Linked DNA regions of Sus scrofa: region 1 is linked to region 2. The links are chromatin contacts, called in public HiChIP or PLAC-seq maps. All regions are on one chromosome and are shown on one strand. The core of a region is the stretch at or near the end of the contact, and the rest is flanking DNA. Distances in the headings are between cores, read along the strand shown. Region 1 holds the start of ARL6 (ADP-ribosylation factor-like protein 6). Region 2 holds the start of CLDND1 (claudin domain containing 1).

What was found. HiChIP or PLAC-seq counts read pairs in DNA pulled down with a chosen protein or histone mark.
Region 1: an H3K27ac HiChIP or PLAC-seq map of skeletal muscle shows a contact between it and region 2, with 10 times the contacts expected there. The contact joins the promoter of ARL6 here to the promoter of CLDND1 in region 2. A contact is called at or near these places in 1 of 5 promoter capture datasets (liver) and 1 of 2 datasets of contacts at active chromatin or transcription factors (skeletal muscle).

What each region holds. Positions count from the first base shown.
Region 1 is chr13:162,552,846-162,558,732 of Sscrofa11.1, forward strand. It overlaps ARL6 (ADP-ribosylation factor-like protein 6), which reads right to left and starts at 3,830. Exons shown (of 9, transcript XM_021070700.1): 1 at 3,007-3,830; 2 at 1,277-1,435.
Region 2 is chr13:160,394,327-160,400,345 of Sscrofa11.1, forward strand. CLDND1 (claudin domain containing 1) reads left to right here and starts at 3,198. Exons shown (of 5, transcript NM_001243498.1): 1 at 3,198-3,247; 2 at 4,934-5,234. The coding sequence starts at 4,952.

The DNA of each region.
Region 1 (5,887 bases), core at 2,580-5,079, 2.2 Mb after region 2:
ATATGCTGAGGCTTGGAAAGTAGAAGATCAGATAACAGAGAACAGTGAGATCTTAATTTTTCCTTAGTCTTACATATATCTTTGTAAGTCATCACAAATCCATCTGGGAAGAAGGTTATATATAAAAAATACACATACTTTTTTTTTTTTTTTTTGGCTTTTTTGCTTTTTAGGGCCACACATGTGGCATATGGAAGTTCCCAGTCTAGGGGTCGAATTGGAGCTGCAGTTGTCGGCCTACACCACAGCTACAGTAACACAGGATCCAAGCCTTATCTGTGATCTACACCACAGCTCACCGCAATGCCGGATACTGAGCAAGGCCAGGAATTGAACCCCCATCCTAGTGGTTACTAGTCAGGTTCATTATCTCTGAGCAACAATGGGAACTCCCCCCACCCCCACAAACACAATTTTATTGCTCCTCAATAAATATCTGTTTCTTTGAAAAAAAACTTATCTGAAATATCCTGTTAAGTATAATTTTAAAAGAACTTTTACTAGCATACTAGTAAAGAGGACAAATGTAAATACCAATCTTACATTTTAATCTCATTTTCTTAAATACTATAAGAGTTTCTTTGTTAACCTGTCTCTGAAGTGTTAACTCGTTTATCAGTTATTTCTTTGGGAAAAAAAATTCTTCCAATGCACCTTCAAAAAAATTCCATCAGTAATCCAAATATGTAAGTATTTTGATGTCAAATAAAACTGCTAATGACTTATTGTTGACTATGTGATAACTTTATGGCTATTCATATCCTTTACGATGCTATTAGATTTATACTTCGGGTCTCCAAAAGAAATTTTCCAAAGGTGCTTCCTTTGGGTCCATCACCATGCCTCACCCCCAAAAATATTTGTATGTTGTGGGAGAAAAGAGATCCCTTTTGCCAACCCTCATTTGTTGCAGGGACCGCTAAAGGAGTAACTACAGTACACCTGTATTCCAAACATTTCCTATTACTCCCCAAACCATCATTTTCAAACTTCTCTAAATATTAAATCTCATTTAATTGATTTATTCTCATCTTCATCTAAGGTTCCAGAAGATGATCATCTTACAACTTCTTCAATATTTTTTATTTTTTTATCTTTTTAGGGCCACACCCACGGCATATGGAAGTTCCCAGGCTAGGGGTCCGTAAACAGAGCTGTAGCCGCCGGCCTACACCACAGCCACAGCAACACCAGATCTGAGCCACATCCGTGACCTACACCACACACCACAGCAATGCCGGATCCTTAACCCACTGAGCAAGGCCAGGGATCGAACCTGCGTCCTCGTGGATACTAGTTGGGTTCGTTAACTCTGAGCCACGATGGGAGCTCCATCCTTCAGTATTTTTTATTCCATAGCAACCAGGCAAGACTATCTTGAAGGATACAAAGATGCAGCAACTTAACAAATAAGAAGCATCCAAGACAACTGCATCTGAAAGAAGGCAGCATCATCATTTTTGCTTAGGTCTCTTCAGAGATAATTACGCATAGAAATTTCAAAACTGAATTCCAGTGATATGCATAAGAAAGAAGGTGCAGAGCCCCACCCAAGCATGGGGCCATAGTTGCCCTACCCAAGGGATGGGTTTGATTTCAGGTACTCTATTTGTGTCCCTCAATTGACTTTTCTCCTTGTGTTGAAGATTCAAATCTCATTAAATCCATTTTTTTTGAATCTCGGCTTAAGGATAGGCATTTGTAGAATCTAGTTTAAATTCGCCTTCTGATATCATGCTATCATTCACAGAGGTCATTTTAATTCAAAGTAAACTTGTTATTACTTAGTTATTAATTGTATTAAGCATACTGACATAGGCTTATATATCGTTTTCCAATTTTCATACAATTTTGAACAGATTTTAGAAAATACAACCACTTTTTATATTATTCCCCTCTTGGAATCTACTACAAATCTACCATCCAAAGATTGACACTGAATATTTGTTTTTTCAAGAACTTTGGATTGTGATTTTCCATCCCCTTTCCATGGATTATCCAAAACCTGATGCTTGTTACTGAAATACTTTGGGACATACAATTTAAAAGAGAAGCCAGTTGTTCTAAAAGATATAATTACAATTAAGGAAGTTACTTTATAAACAACTATCATAATAGCCTTATATATGCTTCTATTTCTTAGTAATTATACATTTTTATAAACTTACTTTTTACATGCATAAAAGAAGGAAATAAAAAACAACGGTTTAAGTCACTCAACATTCATTTACCATGTCCTAAGTGCATAGGAGGAGATACAACTCAAGTTTCATGTAGCTCCCTATTCCTACAACCAAGGATTCTCAACCCTGGCTGCACAGTGGAATCAGCTAATTGGATTAGTATTTCTGAAGATGTTATCAGGGCATCTGTATTTAAAAAAGCTACACAGTGTAGCTATACAGTCACTATTGAGAACTTTTAGAATAAAGTATAAACTTTCACGCATAGCTTTTAAAGCTGTTCACATTTTGACTCCAATCTATCTTTCCAGTTTATCTTGTTTTCCTCTTTCCGCACACCAGCCAAATTCTCTTGGCTGTTATCTGAGAAAACAACTTTCTAAATGATTTGTTTTAATTGTTGCCAGAAAAGTCCTCAATAATCAGGATGTTATCCACAGTTAAGAGGTCGGAAGGCACGCTACAGAGAGAGAGGTCGAGCAAAGAAAACACCCCCAATGGTATTTTGTAAACTTTAAAAATGTTTCTAGAGTGAATTATAGCACTCTAACTACTCCAAACAAACGTTTTTATTCAGTTTTCAGTTTTTGATGGAATTTCAATTACTCCACACACCAAATAAAAAGGCCCATCTGATCAAAAAAAATTCACCCAAAGCAATTCAATGAGTTTTCTGGGGGCCCTAGCCCACTTCTTTTTTTACTTCTCACACATTAGAAACAACTACACGGAGTGAAAAACATGGGAAAAAGCAATTCTAAAATTGGCGGCTGGGACTGTGGGTTGGCACTGCACACAACTGGCGGGGACGGGTGGGAGATACCTGGTCTTGGAGGTTAGTTCTGCAGGCCCCGGAGCCGCAGAAGAACAGGAATGGACGCACACGCTCGTATCCGTCTCTGGGATGGAAATTCGGTGCGGACGTCCCTCAGCCCTCCTCTCTAAGCCTCCATAGGAAGAAGGATCACTCGTCTTGAGGAAAGCCGCCTCCACAAGTTGGGTGAAGAGGTTGCTGCTGCTACAATCCAAACATCAGTGGCTGGGCAGGCGCTTGGGTGCGCGACGTTCCCCTGGCAACGGAAGGTTCTTCCGGTCCGGAGCCACGCCTCCTCAGAGGTTTTAGCGCGTCAAGCCGCCTTGCTCTGATTGTGGGATTGAAAAGCTCCCCAAGATGCTTGAGGCACAGCGAGAAGTATTAAAGAAACGTGAGCAGGGTGACGGGGTAAACTGCCGGCTTCCAGCAAATAGCCGTGCAATCCCTCATGGAGCATGATGGGAGTTGTAGGCGCGCGCACAGCCTGCTGGGAAGTGTTTGGCGTGAAATTTTGCTGCGGGGCGTTTCTCGCCGCCTGGGTTTCCCTGCCTTCTAGGGCCTGCACACAGAGACCTGCGCTCACTGTGGCGCCTCGAGCACTGAGAAGCCTGAGTCGACGTCGGGCACGTGCTCGGCATTGTGGCAACCACTGCAGGACCCGACTGCGCGCTCCAGGGCGACCTGTGCGCACGGGCTGCCTGGTTGTGCGTCGCGTCTGCCTTCCAGGCTCTAAGACCTCAGGCTGGAGCCCTTCAGAAGCAAAACCGTTAATGTTGGTAGGGAGAGGAGGTAAACTCAGGCATTATTCGGCAGAGGAAGTATGCCTGTAACCAGGCTTCTTAGCCGTCTGATCTCCTGAAGAGATTTCCTCGGGGCATAATCTTCCTTGATTAGATTGCAGTCCCCAGAATCCAATTGGCGGGTGGTCAGGAGAGGAATCAACTCTGAATGCTTCAAGTTAGCAACTTTCTTAAATTGTTCCGGGGTTTTACAGTATTGGTAAACGATTATTTACTTTGTTAGCTATGAGTGTGAGATTATATCCCCCCTCCAACTACCCAGGTGTTGTGTTTACTACCCTACCCATTGGGTCTGTTAATTGTTATGGCCTATTAAATGGATTGGGAAAGCTGAAAAAAAAAAAGAGACTAGAAGGAATTATATAAAAGTAATCATGGGGGGAAATTTGCATGATCATGGGGTGCTTTTTCTTTTATTCTTCAAACTTGAAGATGTAGGTTCTTTTATTTTTTTTATTTATTTTTCTTCTTTGGCCGCCCCAGAGCATATATAGTTCCCAGGCCAGGTTAAGATCCCAGCCACAGTTGGCGCCTAAACCACATGTTCAGCAACACTGGATCCCTAATCTGTGCCAGGCCAGGGATGGAACCTGCGTCCCAGTGCTCCCAAGACGCGGATAACTTTGTGCCACAGTGGGAACTTCTGGGTTCTTTTATTTATATAACGAAAAAAAAAAGAAGCTTTAAAATGGTATTTAATTTTATGAGGGTTACTTAAGTTACAAGGAAAGATATAAGGAAAGTTTCAAGTACTTTATTACCAGTTTAAATTTCATATTCTCATTTGAAACTGTAGTAGAAGAATTATAAAGAGAGAAGAGAGATATGATGAATACAGCACTATTCTGATTAATTCAGGATACTTTTAATTATTTTCTTACCAGCAACTTTTAAAAAAATATAGAAAATCCATGATTTGTAATTGATTGGAAGTTTTTGGAGTGCATGTTGATAGTCAAAAGCTATTTGAACAGTTGTACATTATGTGTATTTTTTTGGTCATCTGCAATTTGTGCACAATATTACCTTATTCAGTGAACAAGTGAATTTACTTTAATCTTAAAAAATATTTTGATGATGTAAAAATCGCTACAAAAATATATACTAATTATTTATATTTATGTGAATTTATGCCTCAACCCTAATGATACTAGTTTGAAAAATTACAGCTGTGAGGTTTTTTATTTCTTTTTAAGGTGGCACCTATGGCATATGAAGTTCCTGGGCTAGGAATCGAATTGGAACTGTTGTTGCAGGCCTGTGCCATAGCCATGGCAACACTGGATCCAAGCCGCATCTGTGACCTGGCCACATGTGACCCTTAACCCACACCCTCACAGAGACAATGTTGGATCATTAACCCGCTGAGCCACAGTGGGAACTGCATACAGCTATGATTTTGTCTCCAGAATTACTAATATATCCAAAGAGCATCTAGGTTTAATAGATTAAAATAAATTATGTTAAATATAATCAATACAAGTACAAAAAAGTCACAAATTCAACCACCAGAACTTTAACTTTTATTTGCTAATAATATTTTAATAAACGGGCCTACTCCTCTGTAAGACCCTGATAATGCTTCTTAGGAAATCATAGAAAAATAAAATACAATAATTAGTAATTTGTACTTTGTACAAAAATCTTATTATGTTGCTCAGCAGGTAGTTTTGCTAAACACCATATTCTTTAGCAAATAGATAGATGACATATGTAATGCAATTCACCACAAAGAATCCCTCATTGAGAGCTGAGCATTCTATAACACTATTAACTTGTAAGCATGCCAGCACATGAAAATTTACATGGAACATCATAATTTTACAGTAGATTTTTATAAAATGAAAACAATACCACCTTTAGTTAAGTTTATGCTACTTCACTGTCATAGTAAAGTAGATAATAGGTAGGATTGCAGTCTTATTGTTAACACCCTTTTACTGTGTTTTTTTTCTACTGTGTTGTGATACAACCAGAAAAGAACATAAGCCGTGTAGGAACCTGAGTGGAAGGCATATGCTGAAGCTCTAAATAGTGATGTAATACCAAAGAGAAAAAAGTAATACAGTGCTGCACTTCCTTATTCTCAC
Region 2 (6,019 bases), core at 1,948-4,447:
TAAGATACATGAATTCTCCAGTGAAACTTCAATTCTGTGGATCTATGACAATCATATTTTGGAGCTATGTTATTCTCCTTTCAGCAGAATTATGAATCATAATATTTTAGAGCTTTAAGTGACATTAGTGGTCATCCAGTAAGTCACTTTACTAATGAGGACACTGGGGCCCAGAAAGTTGTAATTTACTGAAGATCCACATTGATGATTTTGAAATCAAGGACAATTTAAATTTAAATTTCTCATCTACATATGGTCCATTCTCTGTCCTTCAGAAGCATGGACATCCACTGCAGCTCTGTGTAATGTTTGACAGGAATTACTGAAAGGAAAGAGCCATTTTAGATGAACTTTTCTATTTGCTTTGTCCTTGATTAATTTAGCCATTGTTCTACAAGAAATTGTTACAAGGAAATTCAAAGAATGATACGATTTTTTAAGGATAGCTGGTGACTGGAACCCAGAACATGCATCTATTTCTACTTTCACCCTTTCTGCATGCCAAAGTTCATAAGGAAAACAACCAGGATAAAATTATATGAGAAAAAGATAATGGGGATATATATTGCTTAATATAATTTTTAATTCCTTAAAAAGTACAATTAAAAATAATATTTAACTATCTTAGGGAGTCTGGTATTGAAGGGAATGCTCGCATAAAGAGTTTTGTAAGCATACAATATAAACAAGTTATAATAAATGCATATCTATATTTTTAGTTTATTGGGTTTATTTACAGTGCAGTGTAATTACAACACCTTCTTGCTGAAACTAGGATGATCTTTAATCAAACTAAGCCAGAGGTCTAATTCAACTTTGCTTTTAAATCTGAATTTAATGGACTTTACCTTGTTGCACTAAATAATCTTCAATATTTATGAAAATATGTCAGGCCAGCTACTCTTTTCCAAACAGTGCAGTAAGAAATGGCAATAGAAATTTAATTAATTTATTAAGGACTTATTTTGCCTATCTACGCAATGAGCAAGCACAAATACAAGACAGAAACCCCCAAGACGTAGAGATAAATAAGAAATACAGTGTTTGGTGGTAGTGGGCGTCGCGAGGTGGTTCAAGTGCCCTGTGCTGAATGGGAAGGATGGTCACAACTTCAAACATACAGACACTCCCAGGGCTATACTACATGGGTGACCGAAATGTGTCTTGTATTTTTCAGGCATTCTGCAGACTTGATGGATAAAAGCATCACCCTCCTTTGCAGGTCTTGCCAGAAACATCAGCCTCCTGAATTATGAAGACACATGTAAGCTATGAGCAGAGCTAACAAAAGATGCCTGGAATCTGGTCCTGGCAAGTCTTTCCTAGTCATCAGGCATTTAGTCCAGAGATTCATTAAGTCTCCTGAAGTGAGCAGGGACCCTTACCTCCAATAGCAGCTTATTCCTAGCTTCCAGGAAGAATTAAGAGCTTTGAAAGGGCGTTGTTTTTTCTTTTTTTTTTTTAAAGACCATACTCAAAGATTACAGGTCTTGAACAAAATATTTACAAATAATAATTTAACAATTGTTTACTATGCCCCAGGGCCTGTGATGGGTATTATACATATTTTCTCATTTAATCCTCACAATGATCATGTGGTATAGGTACTATTGTCAACCTCATATTTTGGAGAAAAGAAAACAGATTTAAAGAAGTTAAATAAATTGTCTAATGTCACCTCAATATTCAAGCTTGAAGTGTTATTCCCTGGTCTCAATTCTCTTGTCCATGAACTGAGGTGGTGTCTTCCTCTTCCTTTTCTAAACTTCTCTTTAACCTGGATGTATTGTAACTTCACTAGAGATATAGTTCTGAAGGTAGGGAATTTCTAGAGAAGGTCAATGTATATAGCCATTTCCTTGTGAATAAATGCATGGAGGGGCTCTAAATGCAAATTAACAATTTACTGTGCACTGCTACCATTTTCTCTGGTTGGTTCCTCTGACAATTCTCCTCTGGCAAGGTATTCTACATGAAAATCCAGTCATATTTGAATATTATATTCTATTACCTTATTTTACTTATGTGTTAGATATGAATAGCAGTTCAACTTAGGCAAAAGAAATATAGCTAAAGATAGAGAAACAGATAGCTATGTCTTCAGTCTGTCAGGGTGGTAGAAATTTAGTATCAGCCTGGGGCTCCCACCTTTCTCCTGTTCTGTAGCTAAATTTGAAGGCATTTGAGGGGTGAAGTAGGGTTTGACAGCACCTCTGGTCCTTGAGTTGGCCGTCTCTGTAGGTACCTGTTGAGAAACCTATCATTGCTGGTCTCATGCCACATTCATGGGTCTATACACATCACTACAGAGATGTCCCTGCTTTCTGTCTGTGAATTTATATGCAATACTTGAAGGCTCATTTTGTTTTCTCTGAGCCATAAAGTCATTTGCAGTCTCTCAGGTTGTGCATGATTCTTTCTGCTTAAGGCAATGTTCTCAAAAATTCAGTCTTTTTCATACTATATAAACAATTTTTTATTCACTTTTTTTGACATATCTGGGACTCTCAGCATTAACTTAATGTTTTTCTTTAACTAACTGTAATTAATTTTAAAAGGGTGCTTTACTACAATAGAAAATATCACTTGCCATAAAGAGAAAGCAGCCAACAAACAAAAATTGTATGAAACCCAAAGGATGCCATTACATGCTAGTTGGATACTGTCTGTCAGATTACATCCTTCTTAGTCTAAACTTAAGCAATAAAATCAGAAAGACTATCTGGTGCAATGAGAGCGAGGTTGTGAGAGAGTAAGTCAATGGGTTATCATCTCGAAAGTATAATCTCATTGCTGTTCACAAGTAGGGTAGTGGTGAGGAAAACACAAGATTGGAAAATCCGACTCATAAAGTCACAACTAATGAGTATCAGTGACCAGGCAGGTCGCCTTACTTGGTGGACGTTCGTTCCTTCCTCAGTAAAAAATAAGAATCCAACAGCCCAGACCTCCCTTTCGCGTACCGACTGCCCCTCCGGAGCCGAACTACACCTCCCACAACTCGCCGCGCGCGGCGCCGGGAATGCCGTCCGCTGCCTCTCGCTGCTTTTCCTCTGTCCCTCCTACAACTCCCACAAGCCCCCTCGGCTCTGTGGCCAGGCCCAGCCCGGGGTGGAGGCGGAGGCGGAGGCGCGGGAGTTATGGAGGGGGCGGGCTCTGCAGGGAAGTGCGTCAGAAGAGGCGTGGGGAGAGTAGGGTTCTGTGGTTTGAGCTTGAGGGTGAAGCTGGCGGAGCAGGAGGATGGGCGGTGAGTGAGCGGGGCCGGCGTCGCTCGGCAGGGGTCGCGTAGCTGTTGGACGTTTCCAGCCGTTTGAAAAGGGGCCCCCTACCCGGGCGCGGCCGGGGTGTGCGGGTTCTGAGCGGGGGGCTGTTGCGGGGCTTTTCCCTCGGCCGAGCGGTCTGGGGAAGGGCCTGCCCCGGTCACTGAGGCCCCTGGCTGGACCGCGCAGGGCTGCCCGGCCGTAGCTCTGGCTAGTCTCGACCCCCCGCCCGGCCACGAGGTGCGTCCCGCGAGGTGACAGCGCTAGGCGTCCGGCCTGGGCGAACTGCCGCTCCGGTGCCCGGGACCTTTTAAGGTCATTTGAGAGCACAAGGATGAAAAAGGATTAAAAAAGAATAAAAATACAAACCCAACCTCTGGAGTTAAAGTTAATTATTGTAATTGCTCTGGTCTCTCCTGAGTCACTTGCCATTTTCCAAACTCAGCAGCCCCAGTTTGCGAGCCTGTTTTCGTACTCCTTTTAAAGGTGTTTGGTGCGGTCATGGTATATACTTGCAGTATTTGACTCAGCTTGATCCGGCTTGAGTCATTTTACTGCGGCCATTTACTACTGCCGTTGAGCCCTGTCCACGCCTTTGGAGTGCTTGTATTTTGCCCGATTCTGGGTTTTCTTTCTGGCTGAGGAGGAATCATTTAGTTTGCAGATGAGGAGGTTCAAAAGTATAAAGAATGAGGACGGTCGATAGGAGTGAAGACTTAGGCAGCGTTAAGGAGCTTGGTTTAGCTTTAATGGATTAGGGGCAGATTGATATCTAGCATTATTATATATTATTATTCTCTTTTCTATTTCTTGCGCCTGAAACAACCTTCTCTCTGGTTTAACAAGCGTTTTCAACTGTCTTCTGAATAGCTCTCTACTCTTAACCTTGTTTTGGAAGGTTTCCCTAATCAGAGGAAACTGGGAGGAGCCGATTTCCTCTGCTTCCTTTTCTGTTGGCGGACTTGCGTACAGAGAGATGGGACCGAGGCTTATTGCCAGGAAGCAGTGTTTATTTGTGCCTGCACCGGCTCAGGATTCATATCCATCGGCTGAGCCGAGAGCGCAGGGGGGCGTAGCTTTATATACCCTTCATTAGTTGCCCCTTTACATTTTAGCCCCTTTGTCTTCCTTATGGGGTAACATACATTTGATTAGATGGTCTATGCTACAGAGTTACGCATGCGCACACAGATGCTGATGATTCCACGTTGCCTTCCCTTTGTTCTGGGGGGGCCCTAACCACATTTCCTCTGCCCTTTTCACACCCAGACTCAGAACAGTTAATGCTCTGCAGTCTTTCCTTAACCATTTATGCTAGGTACATTGCTGACTCTGGGCATGTCTGTTGTTTGTATCTGTAATGTGTATGTCCATTTCAGTGTTGTCTGTTTTAGTGTGCAGGTGATAGACTAGAGAACAAGACCTCTGTCTCCGTAGCATCCTGGGTATGTGAGCATTCAATAAGTACTTTCATGATAATGAGTTTTGTTTTGAACTTAAGAACATGCTTGCTTCTTCCTCTTTTTTTTTTTTTTTAAATTCATTGATGATTATACATTACTTTAAACAGCTTTGGGATGGGAAATAGGGTAAAGGGTGATTTTGAAATAATTCCTTTCAAAACCTGTATTTGTTCTTGAAGTCTAACTTTTCTTTCTTCCACTTGTAAACAGAGCAGTCTGAATGCCAGAATGGATAACCGTTTTGCCACAGCATTTGTAATCGCTTGTGTACTTAGCCTCATTTCAACCATCTACATGGCAGCCTCAATTGGCACAGACTTCTGGTATGAGTATCGAAGTCCAGTTCAAGAAAATTCCAGCGATTTGAACAAAAGCATCTGGAACGACTTTGCTAGTGATGAGGCAGATGAAAAGACTTATAATGATGCACTTTTTCGATACAATGGCACAGTGGGATTGTGGAGACGGTGTATCACTATACCCCAAAACACATACTGGTATAACCCACCAGGTATAGAAAGGCCAGGTATTTCTCTTATTTTCATCTTTGTCCCCTTTACTTATTCAGTAATAGAGAAAGTGATGTGATGATGGTCTCAGTTGTGTTTAAGCAGGTTTGTGTGTTCTCCCCCACCCCCCAAAAAATAAGTCTTATGTGTCTCTTCTTGTCACCTTCTCTCCCCAACTTCCATGAATTACCATAGTACTCATTAGTATTGGCTGGATGAGTAACTGTTCTTATCTTGGGAAAACCATTTTAAGTTTTGTACTTATTTACCCACTCATTAAAATCTTTTTATTCTCCCATGTCTTGAGAAAATAATTGGAAAAGTACATTGGGAGATTTTAAATACTTGGTAAGTGGTAAAAGGACTAGTATTCAAATAACACATTAATTGATAATCCTTTTATATGTAGTTGTGTTTTAGTAGATACTAACATTTGCCTACTAAATCTTAGAGGATCTCATTTGACCAACTCTGTGTCTAAATCTGCATATTTGAGACTGTTTTACAATAATCTTGATAAAAATATAGGTTAAAAATATGTATTACAGAAGTCAAAAAAATTTAAGAAACTGCCTCTCAGGTTTATTTTGTAATAAGCATTCTTAACAGTTAAATTTTTTAATTTCCAGTTACTAATATGGAAGCTTTAGAGCTCTTTGTAAGGGGTAGCTTTATAGTTTTTTTTTTTTCTATTTTTGATTACTTTTATTGACCTCTTGGTAGGAAGCACTGTATTCAAATCGCAGCACAACAGGCTTGAGTTACTATACCTCAGAAGGTTGATAGT